2 separate regions of the Danio rerio genome follow, and region 2 is linked to region 1. A link is a contact called in public HiChIP or PLAC-seq data. All regions are on one chromosome and are shown on one strand. The core of a region is the stretch at or near the end of the contact, and the rest is flanking DNA. Distances in the headings are between cores, read along the strand shown.

Evidence for each region. HiChIP or PLAC-seq counts read pairs in DNA pulled down with a chosen protein or histone mark.
Region 2: an H3K4me3 HiChIP or PLAC-seq map of gastrula embryo shows a contact between it and region 1, with 2.5 times the contacts expected there. The contact joins the promoter of LOC100006777 here to the promoter of fbxw11b in region 1. A contact is called at or near these places in 2 of 4 datasets of contacts at active chromatin or transcription factors (embryo and gastrula embryo).

Annotation. Positions count from the first base shown.
Region 1 is chr10:26,309,622-26,316,985 of GRCz12tu, reverse strand. It overlaps fbxw11b (F-box and WD repeat domain containing 11b), which reads right to left and starts at 2,704. Exons shown (of 13, transcript NM_213504.2): 1 at 2,638-2,704. The coding sequence starts at 2,676. It overlaps etf1b (eukaryotic translation termination factor 1b), which reads right to left. Exons shown (of 11, transcript NM_201460.2): 5 at 6,994-7,132; 6 at 6,697-6,887; 7 at 6,483-6,612; 8 at 6,128-6,298; 9 at 5,963-6,027; 10 at 5,040-5,187; 11 at 3,503-4,955. The coding sequence ends at 4,873. All of the region lies in intron 5 of LOC141376355 (a long non-coding RNA gene), which reads left to right.
Region 2 is chr10:26,379,253-26,386,206 of GRCz12tu, reverse strand. LOC100006777 (protocadherin-10) reads right to left here and starts at 4,301. Exons shown (of 4, transcript XM_021479329.3): 1 at 1,678-4,301. The coding sequence starts at 4,143. All of the region lies in intron 5 of LOC141376355 (a long non-coding RNA gene), which reads left to right.

The DNA of each region.
Region 1 (7,364 bases), core at 1,455-3,954:
ATTCACTCCTACCCTTTTCACTGTATCCATGGCAACAAGAATCAAATCCACTTTGCAAAACTGATTCTATAATGTTATTGTATTGACTAGTACAGATATTAATCCAGAGACAGCTTTACTAATTAAGAGAATATTCAAAAATGTAAAACACACTATTTAAATGTATAAGATCAGAACAGGTATTTTATCTAAAGTTCAGCATAAGACTACACAGATATCACATATGGCTGATTACATGAAATGAAAAAAACTGAGTATTAAAATTTTTCTAAAATGTAGTTAGATGTGCAAATGAGACTAGAAACTATTTCATATTTATTTTGGTCTTGCCGATATACTCAACTTCTTTTAGATTAATGTTGAAGTTTTTATTGCTCATAAAATTTTGAAATCATTTCCATTATCTTATAAACATGATTTTTGGTTATGTTAAGGATCACCCTTTAAAAGATGCTGGTTTTATTATAAACTTTTTTTTTATTATTATGTAAATTTTACATTCATGAATACAAGTTTGCCAAAAGCGAACCTCTCTTCATGGTGCTAGAAAAAAAAAGAGATTCAAATGTACATAAAAGTGATTTCAAAGTCTAAAAATAGAAAAGCAATTAAAACCGTTACCATATGCTTCTCCTTTAACATTTTCGCATAAAATTGTTTTTATACATTATTTTATTTCTTCTTTTTTCCATTTAATCTTTCTTAAAAAAAATGAAGTGATTTTTTGTATAATGAAACTCTATGCTGGTTCTTGTTAATAAAGCAAAAAAGAGGAGGGGGGGGGGGGGGGGGAGTGCATATGAGACTAATAAAATATAAATATTCTGCATGAATTTCTGGCAAAACAATTAACACTGGATGAAGTGGATCAAAGCATAAATTCATGCTAATATTTTTAAAGCTTTTTGGGGTGGATGTTTTTGATATCGCCCCATAATTCAGAGAACAATGTGACCACACAAAACAATAATAAATAGAATCTGACATGAATATTTGACAAAATATTAACTGTCTAATATCGGTGTTAATATTTCCCTATGCAAAAACCTTTGGTAAGAATAATAGTGTAAAATTTAGTGCATCCAAGTAATTATGAAGTGACAAATGGCTCAGAGAATGAGAGAAACTAAAATTTTAAATATGCATTACAATTGAAATGTACAAACACAAATGTATACACTGATGAAAAAAAGTGTTTGTGGATGTTTTCTTAGAATTGTCTCAAAAGTCTATGAAATAAGAAAAAAAGTATTTAGCATGTAGTGTCCAGTGTTTGTAATTAGTTACTGTAATAAATGTATCTTTCAACTGAAAAAAATCTTTACATTTTGATCATTTAATTAGTTACTTACAGTGTACTTGCCTAAGATACTGTCAATACAACAGCTCTGTATAAATCAATTTATGAAAGAACCTGAACATGCTTAATAAACTGGTAAAAATGAAATACAAAATGGCATGTTTAAAATATGTCATTATTTTGAAATGTTTAGTGCGTTAATGCATATGAAGTTTACTTTTCTTTAGTTGTAAATTTTACAGCTGAAGGGACTAGCATTTAAATAAGTAAAAGTTTAATTTCTATTGTCCATGTTGAGATTTAGAGATACTTTACGCAGTCAAGTAATCAAATTACTAAGTAATGAAGTTACTTTCAAAGTATTTTTTATGCAATTAGGGATCAGTCATTTGTATTTTAAAGGAACATATTTCAATATAGCAAGTGGCTCACGTGAAATTGTAATAATAAACCTTCTTAAAATTAAAAAGGCTATTGTAGAACTTTCATTAAGCCTAAACAAAGTTAAACTTTGTTTGATAGTGTTAGTAGCTTGCAAATGCTAATGGGTTGATGTGGTTAGCCACCTAGCTGCTTGCTATAATTCTTTTTTCTCTCACCATCAACGAATGTCTGCATTTCACTACAAATATCTTTGGTTACTAAAACATATAATTACTTGTTTTCAACAACTCCTCGAGCAACAAACCACAATGTTTGTATATTCGCTCATCGTTTGGAACAGAAACGTCATTAGAAATTGACAGCCCGAGCGGTTACTTCCTATTACGCAGCTGTAAACTACAGTCAAATTGAGTCGTGAGTAGTAAAAAGACACTTACTAGTATATACAAAACGGTAATTTTGCGCCAAGCTATTATTTCTGCGAGTTTTTCTAACCACAACTCGTCTTGGATCCAAAAATTCGGGCTGGATTGAGTGGCGCAGAGACGCCGCAGTAGAGCTCCAGTCGCCGGCTAAAGTCGATGAGACTCAGACTCACCACGATGCCGCGGCAGTTTCCCTCTTTCCGCCTCCGCTTCTAGCTAAAAAAGCCTCAACCCCCATCGACAACAACTGCTGCCCTATATACTCGCCTCAGCTGTTTAATCAAGAGGAACACACGGGAGAAGTGAAAGCGACCAAGGGAAGCGGCGGTACACAGTAGGGCCCTCCCTGTCAGCCGAGCCAGCCATTTCTCTCCTCACCCCTCCTTCCCCCACAACCGATCCCTACCTACTCCACAAGCTGCCTACATTCAACCATGTTGCGTTTATAACCTGACGTGTGTATTTGAAATCTCTAAAGTGTGAAGACGCTGATAGAAAATGTTGTTTAAAGAGCGCCCAAACACTTACCATCTGCTCTAAGGTTTTGTCCTCCATCTCCGTCTCCATGTTTGTTCCCCGAAACTCGCAGTGAAAATGGAAACCCCGCCCTGCGACACAAACGCGTCACAAAAGAAGGCGGCGGGAGTGAGCTATGAGTCGGATCACCCGATTGGACGTCTAATAACCAAACGTGAACAAATGGGCGTTGTCCGCGTTGTGATTGGGTCATTTCTGCTGCTAAGGTACAAAGCGGGTACTGACGCGCTACGTCATAATCGAAGTGGGATATCATTTGTAAGAACATCTGTGGTTGGTCGGCAAATGACAAAAAGGGTTTTGTGCATGTTGTAAAACCAACAGGGATTGGGCGCCGTCTGGTGCTAGGGTAAAGAATGGGGTTATCCCCAATGATTCACATATATTATGAGGAATATTCTTGGACGTTTGGTGGTGACAATATATATATATATTTTTTTACATCTATAAATTTTGAAATGAATAAAAGCATAAAAAGTGAATAACCTTAGCTTTCCATTTGAATTATTAAAGTGATAATCCACCTCTAAGCTAAATTCACTCATCTTCAAGTAGTTACAAGTCTTTTGAGTTTTTCTGTTAAATAAAAAACGATTGTCTGAAGAATGCTGTAAACTTGTAGGATTGACATGCAAAGAAAAATAAATAACGTATACACGTTTTCAACTTTCTTCAAAACATCCTCCTTTTGCATTTAACAGAAAAAAATGAACTCATAGGCTTGAAACAAGATGAGTGAAATGTAAAGAATTTAATTAGCTTCCTCAACTTCTAAAGACTTTAGAAATAATCTTTTCAAACTTTGAACCCATAAAACTCAGAATAGCTTTGCAAAATAAACAAGCTATAAGTGCAATTTGCAAACAATGAGAACGTTTAATGTCTGTGTCCAGATGTAACAAATGATTTATACAAAATAGTGATGGATCAAAGAAAATGAGAAAATATACAACATAATATTTGCTAAAATATCGTGGGCCCACGTTTCAATTCTATTTTTTTTTTACTTTTACATTATTTGGTTATATTTTTCTTAGTTGGCATCAGAATACCCAATCATGCCACAATTGTTAAAGGCCCAGAATCACTGATTTGCGGCTCGTCTTTCTAAAAACCAATCTGCTGTTAAAATATAACTGGACAAAAAAGAAAGTGGAAAGAAATTAGAGGCTTGTAAGTCTGTGGTGGGTCACAGGCTCAGGAAGTGACTTCTAAGAGGGAATTAAACAGCCGAACTGACGTTTACTCACTCACACATCACAGTTAACACAGTAACCCCCCACCCCATAATCGGTCCAAATGGACATTCCCATGCATGTGTTCTGCCGGTAAAGCCATCGTATAACCAAATGAGTGCTGAAGGCTCGAGCTAAAGATTTTTATGTTCGGAAACAGCAGGAGGCTGAAGTTACGGTCCAGATGCTGGTACAACTGTGCTGTCACATCTCACAAACTGCAAAATTCAGGCACTCATATATAGTTTATTTCGAGAAGTTGCATCTCCTGGGAGCTGAGGAAAAAACAAGTGAGGGCAATGTACTGTGAAAGATGGTTCTCGGTCTTCATGGAGATGGGTCCAGTTACTCTATGGTCCGTTTGAAAGCGAGAAACGCCTCAAAGTGGGCACATTGCGATGGGAGGAGGAGCAGGGTGTACCGCTGGCTCAGAGTGCATCACCACCACCACCACACTGGTTTACAGCAGAAAACAAGGCAACAAATCAAGTGTGGGCTAACCAGGGAATTAGAACGCAGGCCTGGCAATGGGCTTGAGGTGGCTAGGTAAGCAGTATGGATCTAATCGTTTGCTACTGCTTTCTTCATACACTGAATAAGAGAAAATATAATACATTTGAATAAAATACAACAGCAGCAGATGCCATTATAAAAGGAGAGGCAAAGGAAGAAAGGAGTGAGATTAGAAGGGAAGAAAAAAAGTAGATCTGAAAGCCTAGAGTGTTTTCGTGAAGAGCTGAGGCAGGACAGGCAGACGGGCCACGGCCATGCTTGTTGCGATGACCCAGTAATTAGTGGAGAGGAGAAAACTCAGTCTCTTCCAGTCCAGAGATGGAGTCGCTGTATTCTAAAGCCAGGGACACGCAGACCATCCGCCATTTTCTCATCATTCTCCCTCCTGCTGATTCGATCTCCTTCGCTCCCCTGCCGTTTGCGGGGTAGGTGAAGGGGGGAAAATCTTATATTTGAATTTTATGTCAGTCCCGACTACCTAGTAGTCATCTAAATCAAAGAACTCATCGTCGTCTCCCTGGTACTCCATGCCTTGGAAATCCACCCGGTACCTCAAGATTCCTGAGGACAACAAGATATGTCAATATCACCAATTCTAATTGAAACAATCAATATTAATTTTTTTTATTATTTAAATTTTCTTACCACCGATGCCTCCAAAGCCTTTCACAAACTGCGAGCCCTCCTGGCTTTTGTCTGTAACAATTTCCAGCGTGGCCCCAAACTTCTTGTAGTTATTGGCAAACCACTCAAGCAGCGGCATGCTCTCGATCAGCTCATGCTCCTGACCAGTCTAAAACAAACACATACAGGACTGTTAACATTATACAACTTTACCTAGAAGCCCACACTGGCTATATGGAAAAGTAAATATTACGTAAAAGGGTCCAACAAAGTGTATTTAAAATTATTGTCAGCATTATTCTACAGATTTAGATAACAGATAAAAAAATACATTCCTTTCCAGAGAGTAATCGAAATAAAGACTCCGTTTGTATATAAAGTGCACACTTTGCAAGAACATTAAATTATTACGTTTTCACATCAAACATAATTGCCAATCACAACTACAGGATTGTAAATCTTCCCTAAGAGCACACAGAAATAGTTAAATATTTAAAGACTGCATTTCAAATTGAAGTTTGTATTCTAGTGATTCATTTAATTGCTGGTTGGCTCGGTGAGTGGATTATAATGGTTTAACAAAAACTTCAAAATCCCTATGGGAAAAATACTTGCAAAACCTGTGCTACTGAAAAAGTGGACTGTTGGTTTAGCCATCAAAAGTTCCACTCAATTGTTCAAAAGACTGTTTATAGTGGAACAGCAATGTGGCTTTTTTATGGGCTGATGATACAGTAATAATAAAATAATAATATAATACATGTAATAAAGGCTGCTGATCTAATTTCAGGCCATGATATAATATAATGGCACTTAAATATACAAAAGTGGATCAGGAAGTAATGTTGCATCCAGCAGTGCTCTGATTTCACTTTGCATAATGAAAAATAAAATGGCTGATTCATATATTACAAATAATTTAAAGCTGAAATTATTTTATTTACCTCCTTGTCAGTGAAATGAGACTTGTCCTTCTCCTGTTCAGGTGTCAGATAGAGGATCTTTTCATCTGGAAAATAATGAAAAAAAGTAATGAAACTGAAATGAGCAAGTACTTTTAGTTTAACAACATCATGACTTAACACCACAGGAGGTACAAATGTGTGTACCATTTTCCGGTGTAGTATTCTCTCCATGACAGCGTAGGACATAACGCATAGTGTCCAGGTTCTCGTAAACTATAAGGATCTCCACTGCACCCATCTCCAGTGCTTTGAGTGTGTCTTCAACGCCGAAACAATATTTCCCTGTGTCCTGACTGATCTCATCAAAATATCGACCTGAAATTAGAGACATGAGTCATGTAAGGCCAAAAAATATAAAAAAAAAAAAAAAAAATAGGCAAGCGACTACATTCTTCATAGTTTATATAAGGTGTCACTAAAGGCAGCGTTTAAGCAATAAAACATTCTTAATAATTCTATTGCATTCATCAAGCCTGTAAACCTTACTTAAATTAGCTACCTATTAGTTTCTTTTCTTGGATGAACTTGACATTGGACAGCACTTCCGCCGAGAGCTCGATGGCCTGGTTGAAACCGTTCTCTCCTCCATACGATATGTCGACTAGCTTCAGAACCTTCGCTTGTAACCTCTACATGTGCAGATGAACCAAAGTCAGAAAGGGAACAGAATTCTGAATGAAGTTCACGAGTCAATCGCTGCTAAGAGAGCATACCGGATCAAACATGTCTGACTGGCTGAGTTCCGTCTTGAAGTCGGCCGATCCAGCGAGAACCAGTCCTGCCACGTTGACCTTGTCATTGGACACAAATAGTTGCACAGCCGTCTCCGCTACCTTACGCACATAGTTATGTCTCTTCTCCATTCTTAAACGAGCAAAACGAAGAGCGGACTGTCCTCCTCTACCTGTAAACAGTTCATGTAAAATAGTACAATTAGGACCCTATTAAAAAAAAAAAAAAAAAAAAAAAAAAAAAGAAGCCTCAGCAATCAGTTTGATGACAAGCTTTACCGTGCTTTTTGGGCAGGTCCACAGTGAATTTGTGCAGCACCTCCCTTGTGTTGCCTTGTAAAGTCCCAAACAGGGCACCACTACCATCAATCACAATGAAGCCAAATTTGCTGTCGTCTGACAGGAGGGCTGTTAGAGCCTGTAGACACATAAATTAGGCGTTAAAAATAAATTAAAGCTATGTTAATACGGGTAGATTTTAGCGGTTGTGGGTTAGACACACTCACTAGCCACTCCCACAAAAATTTTAGTTTTCTTAAAAGCAGGGTTTAACAATAAGTATGCAAATGGTATCTTAGAATCGAGAAGCAACACAGCTGACAAAAAGAATTGTTCGTGCAAGAAAAAGAAAGCAAGCGAATAATGAATGA
Region 2 (6,954 bases), core at 3,052-5,551, 68 kb before region 1:
CTGAAAAGAAAATGAATGTATCACAATAATATTCATTTATTCATTTTTCCTCCAGCTAAGACTTTTATTTTTCATGGGTCACCACAGCGAAATGAACCGCCAACTATTTCAGCATTTGCTTTACGCAGCAGATGCCCTTGCAGCCATAACTTAGTATTGGAAAACACCCATACACTCTTGCATTCACACACACACACACACTCATACACACGCAAACATGGGTGAACATGCAAACTCCACACAGAAATACCAACTGGCCCAGCCGGGACCTTCTTGCAGTGAGGTGACAGTTGTAACCACTGAGCCACCATGCCACCTTATGATAATAATATTATTAATATAATTATGTTTTATTTTAATTCATATTGTTGATATGTATTTTAATTCAATATCATTGTATTTTATTGTTTAATATAATTATATTTATTAATATTAATATTATTATATATCAATATTTTATTTAATTTTAATTATATTGTTTAAATTCTGTTGTTATTGATTACTATTATGTTGTATTGTTATTATATAATAGTACATTTAATATTACTAATACTTTTATTATTATATTAAAATATATTATAGTTTTACATTGGTAAAATTAGTAATGTAAATAACATTATTTAAATTAACATGCATTATTTCTACTTAATTTATATTATTAATAATATGAAATATTATATTTATATTGTGCGTCACGGTGGCACAGTGGTTTTTTTGGTTATGTTTGGTAAAATGTCTCAGTGAACCAAATTTATATTAAATAAACAGAGAGTGGTTTGCTTTCTTGCACCTATTAATGGATGACCATGAAAGACTGCACATATTTTTTATTTTACTGTTTAACTTCCATGTGCGAGCTTGTGTATAATAAAATACAAACAAGGCATCTTGTTTTACAGACACCTACAAATGCCTTTTTCAAAGAAACTTGTTTCGTAAACATTTAGACTGTCTTTTGGTGCTTTAGATTTGCTGTTATTAAACAGATGAATGAATATTGTTGCCGCAAACTTGCATTCACAATGGTATGAACCCTTATATTGGTGGTGTTGAAGTTATCTATAATTTTAATTATGAATATTATTTAAGATAGAGATCAGAGCAAACTATTTGATAACTATTAAAGGGCAGACCCCCATCTTGTTTTGATGTCCTTCAGGGGGGATCAAGCGTAAATTAGGTGGGTCAGACCCCCCAAACCGCCCTGTAATTCGCCCCCTGGTTGCAGTTGGAAGGGCATCCGCTGCGTAAAACATTTGCTGGATAAGTTGGTGGTTCATTTAACTGTGGTGACCCCTGATTAATAAAGGGACTAAGCGGAAAAAAGAAAATTAATGAATGAATATTCATATTGCATTTATTAAGAAATCTTGTTTACTAATATTTAGTAATTATCTACTTTTACAGTTCATATCATTACCTTATGTTCTTCTTCTTCTTATTATTATTATTATTATTATTATTATTATTATTGTTATTATTATTGTTGTTGTTATTGTTATTGTTGTTGTTGTTGTTTAGTTCTTACTTGTTTTTTATTTTTTAATAAATACCAGTTTCTGGGTTGATTATAAAGCACAAAAATATCTGGAGTCTCCCTCTAGTGGTTACTCCGTTGATCTTGCTTTTTTGATTGATTGATTGATTGATTGATTGATTGATTGATTGATTACTTGCCTCGTTTGGGGAGGTCGTCCCATTTCTTGTACTAGTACTGTGGCTGCCTGAGCTCCAGGTCAGGGTTTTGTTTTCAATCTCCTTAATGTTGTTTCGAGAAGATGTTCCTGTCGGACTACAGGGCTTGAGAAACATGAAGTCACTTTTCGACGACTCTGGAGTTAAACACATTTTATAGCAGTAATTTGGGCCCATTGGGTTGTTCGCGTTGAATTGATCCCGTTTAATGGATCCCGGTGATATGTGAATGTTTAGGTTCGACTTTTTAATGACTTCGCTCTCGGAGTCCTTCGTATGAAACCCACAGCACGAGTTACCGTCCTTGCATCCCTTGATTGAAGCCAGGACAATAATAGCCACGAGAAATGTGAATGAAACTGCGCCCAGAGACACGATTAAATACAGCGTTAGGTTTGACCGGTAGTGAGGGCTGAGCGCGAGGTCACCAAAATCAGGCGAGGATTCTGGCGCACTGTCAACAACTGACAACATGATGGAGGCCGTGGCCGAGAGCGGCGGCTGACCGTTGTCCTTGACCAAAACCACCAGCCTGTGTCTCCTGGGGTCGTTGTCCATCAACCGGCGAATTGTCCTGATCTCTCCAGTGTACAAGGCAACGCTGAACAAACTAGCATCTGTAGCTTGGAGGACTTCATAAAACAGACGCGAGTTTTGCCCCGCGTCCGCGTCCATGGCGGTGATTTTCGCCACCAGGTATCCGGCGTCAACATATCGAGGGACAACCACAACCGCTGCAGTGTCGTTCTCAGGCATCGGGGACACAATGACCGGAGGGTTGTCATTCTGGTCCAAAACAAACACGTTCACGGTTACATTCGCGCGCAGAGGCGGGAAACCTGCGTCTTCTGCTTGAACCACGATTTGAAAGTTTCTGAGCTGCTCGTGGTCGAATGAGCGCAGCGCGTAAATGTTGCCGTTGTCTGAGTTGATGGACACATAGGTGGACACTGGCATCCCGTGTATGTCGTTCTCCAGAATTGAATAGGATAAGTAGGAATTCTGGTCCGCGTCCGCGTCTTGCGCGGTGATGGTGCAGATGGATGCTCCTGGTGCGTTGTTTTCGGTCAGGTAGACCGTGTAGGAGGGCTGCTTGAAACGCGGCGCGTTATCGTTGATATCTGACACTTGTACTAAAATAGTTTTCCGCGTAAAAAGAGGCGGTGAGCCCATATCACGCGCAGTAAGAGTGATGTTATACTCTGAAATGCTCTCTCTGTCTAGAAAATCGCATGTAACCAATGTATAATAATTTTTAAAAGAAGAATGAAGTTGAAAGGGGACATGATGTGGAATTTCACAGTCCACATTCCCGTTTTCTCCAGAATCCTTATCCATGACGCTGATGACGGCGATCACTGTGCCGGGGGGCGCGTCTTCTTGGACTGGCGTAGATACAGATGTGAGAATCACTTCTGGAAGATTGTCGTTGACGTCTATGATGTTCACCATAACTTTGCAGTGCACCGCTACAGCGGACGGTCCCTTGTCTTTGGCTTGCACGTAAATCTCATGCATTCGTGCCTTTTCATAATCTATAAGTCCCTTTACTTTGATTTCTCCAGTCCGAGAGTCCACGCTAAACAGCTCGCGCACTCTCATGGGCGCGTGGCCGCTAAAAGAGTACGTGATCTCCCCGTTGGGTCCTTCATCGAGATCGGTGGCGTTAAGTTTTATTACGACTGTTCCCCGTGGTGCGTTTTCAGCCAGCCTTACTTTATAAAAGTTCTGGTCGAACACAGGTGCGTTGTCGTTGGCATCCAGTACAGTTATGTTTATTTGCGCGGTTCCAGATCTCTCTGGCGAGCCGCCGTCCACCGCTGTAAGCACCATAAGGTGAGTTTTCTGCTGCTCCCGGTCCAGTGGGCTTTCCAGGATGAGTTCTGCGAATTTGCTCCCATCGCTTCGCGTTTGGACATCCAGGACAAAGTGTTCGTTTACGCTTAACAAATACGAGCGCAAAGAGTTGTCCGCGACATCAAGATCCTGCGCGCTTTCCAGCGGGAAGCGTGATCCAGGCGCGGCAGATTCGGAGATATCCAGGTTAAACTCGCTCCATGGAAAAACGGGAGAGTTGTCGTTGACGTCAAATATTTCAACTTCCACCCTATACAGTTCCAACGGGTTTTCGATCACAACCTGGAGGTGGAATGAACAATATGGATTTTGTTCGCACAACTCCTCTCGATCGATTCTTTCATTGACAAACAAAACCCCGTTTTCTAAATTTACCTCTAAATATTGTCTTTTTGCGCCCGAGACTATTCTGAATCGTCGGACTGAAAGTTTGTTAGTGTCTAGTCCCAGATCCTCCGCGATATTTCCAACAAATGCCCCGTGCTCCAGTTCCTCGGGGATCGTGTAACGAATCTGTGCCAGAACTACATCCATCAGAGATGCGATGAGCGCCAGGCAGGTTACCTGCCATGTCCACATCCGCTTCTCCATTAAAACAGGCTCCTTTCTAACGCGCGCATTAAGGTGAAAGACCAAACAAAACACGCATAGTTATAGCTTTAAAAAGGTAGATAAATTTAGCAAAAAAAAACAAAAAAAAAACACTCAAATCAGGAGAGAGAAAGACCACGCTATTGACATTGGACATTGGAGTGGTAAGTCACTGAACCGCGTACTTTAGCACAAGTGCGCGCTCCTTTGGCCAATGGCACGTGCGCCAGAGTGAGAGAGTGTGCGTGTGTTTGGACGAGGGAGACAGAAAGGGAGGAGGTAAACAGTAAACACTTATTTTTATGCATTTCCCCCCTCTGTGTTCTCATTTTCATTGCATTTCTTATTACATTTAATATTAGATTAATTAATGATTAATGATGTGTCTCCCATTACGCACACGGAAACAAAATAAATAAATACATAAATAAATACATTTTATTAAAATGTAATTTAAATATAGAATTATTAACATTTGCCAGCTAGTTGTCATATTTTTTAACAGTTACCAGACTACCTTTAAAACACTTAATACTATGAATGTAATGTTTATATTTGTAATAAATTAATCCGAAATTAACTGACTTTATATGAGGAATCTGAGGCAACAATTAGGCTGTCATGTTTTAAACTAAGCATCAAAACACAACACAAATTATTGTAGTTTAGATGCTATCTTTTTTGGGGGCGCTGACACAGAATTCTGCAAAATATTGTTGGTGTCTAAACAATTGGCCAAAATGCAAATAAGTTTCTATATTTTAGTTTTTTAAAATTCAATTAATATTTTAGATTTTTTATTCTCACAACACATGCAAATACAGAAGTGCTCTACAAATATCACATTTTAAAAAATGATAAACCTGTCTGCTTTTTAGTTTATTGCTTTTAACATACTAATCAGTTCTTTGTTGCTTAATTATTTTTAGCCTTAATAATCTGATGAACTGCACAATTAAAGTGAAATGAAATAAAACTCTTGCTAGCATGGCATTAAAATAGTTTAATTTAACATTAATTGAGTAATTTGTAATGCTACAATAATATACAAAGAACAAGAACCCATACAACCTGGATATTACAATAACTTAAACTCACCTCTCAGATAATACCGTATGTTATGAGAATTTGCGTTAGCATGTTGTCAAATTGTTGAAGATGTTTTCTAAAATTGTGTTTTTCTAATTGCACATTTTCTTAACTTGCAGTCTGTTTGAGCTCTCTCAGCTACTGCACAAACTACAAGTTTTTATCAAAATTCATGCTTGCCTACCAGAGCGCACAACAAAGCTAAGTCAAAGACTTTACGGTATTTCAGCATAATTAGTTTCTCTGTAATTCCAGCAGTCTTATCCCTTTCTCATTCTTCCTGCCTTCCCTGACAAGTAAAGAAATTCAGTTTTAAATAAGCACCAAACACAATCTGTCTGTGGAATGAAACAGCAGCAGATGGCATGATCTTCCAAGGGCTCGTGCTCTTTTTAATTAATGTAGTGGGGATTAAAGGGCCGCCGGTCCGGATCATTAGTGAACAGTGGTATTAAAAGGTTTTGTGAGGCATAATCCAGCTGTTCACGATTGGTTGAACAGCAGACTACAGGGTTCCCATGATATTTTTCTGCTTTCCATTACCTTAAGTGCATACTAAATGGCATAGAGCCGAGTCGGAAATAAAGCAACTTAAATCGACCCACCAAACAAACACATTTACTCTCATTAATGGCCAAAAAGAGGACACGAACGTGGAGTGGTGTGGTGTAAACTGTTCTTCATGTTTATTGTCGTTTAGGTCTAGTGGAGTGAAGTTTTAGGTCAGTTTTAAGAAGTGCAACTAAAATTACACTTAAAAACAAATCAGTAAATATGGATTATAGTGATATACAATAATTATTGGAGGGCTATTCATATTTTGTTAATGTACCATCAGATTCTGCCCAAAATGTTACTCTTGATTAACTTCTCAAGTGAATGCGAGTTCACTTCAACAAAGCTTGGTTCATCAAACATCTGAATACTCCTATAAAGACTGACATTATATAAACAATGCTTGAAAGAAGGGGAAAAATCATTGGCTAACTAATTAATCACCTTTCTCTGCACTTATTTTAGGACGTTTTAAGGCTGCAAAAATGTAGTGTCGGTGCTCATGCCAAACACCTTTTCTAAATTCTAGTATGGTCAAAAAAAAACAGCAATATAAATATAGAGAGGTATAACGAGAAGTAGGGATAAAAAGTTTTTTTTTTTTTTTTAACCCACCCCCTACAAATTTTCGGGTGTCATGTGGTCCAGACATTAGACTGCCACTAATTAAGGCTCATTTTCCTACAATCTCTGAATTGATTTTACCAGAGTGGTTTAATGATTTTAAATTAGTCTGCAGCCTACATTAGCCTTCTGTGAACTCCATAAATGCGGATTGACCTACAACAGTATTAGGCTACACAACCGACCCACTGTTTCTAATCCAAAGGGTCTGAGTCTACAGAGAAGAGCTCGACAATTGAAAAAAAGAAAAAAAAGAAAAGATAATTGTAATTTTACCTCTAAACATTAAAAAGTAAATTATTTTAAATTCGGGGAAATTATTGATTTATTTAAATATTGATTTAAAAAATACATTAACAAATTAGTTAGTTACATATATATATATATATATATATATATATATATATATATATATATATATATATATATATATATATATATATACAAATGCAAATACATTTTTGCTGTAATAAATTTACAGTAAGTTATTGGCAAACTGCTGCCAGTAAGTTACTGTAGATTCTACATGAGATTGTGAACAGT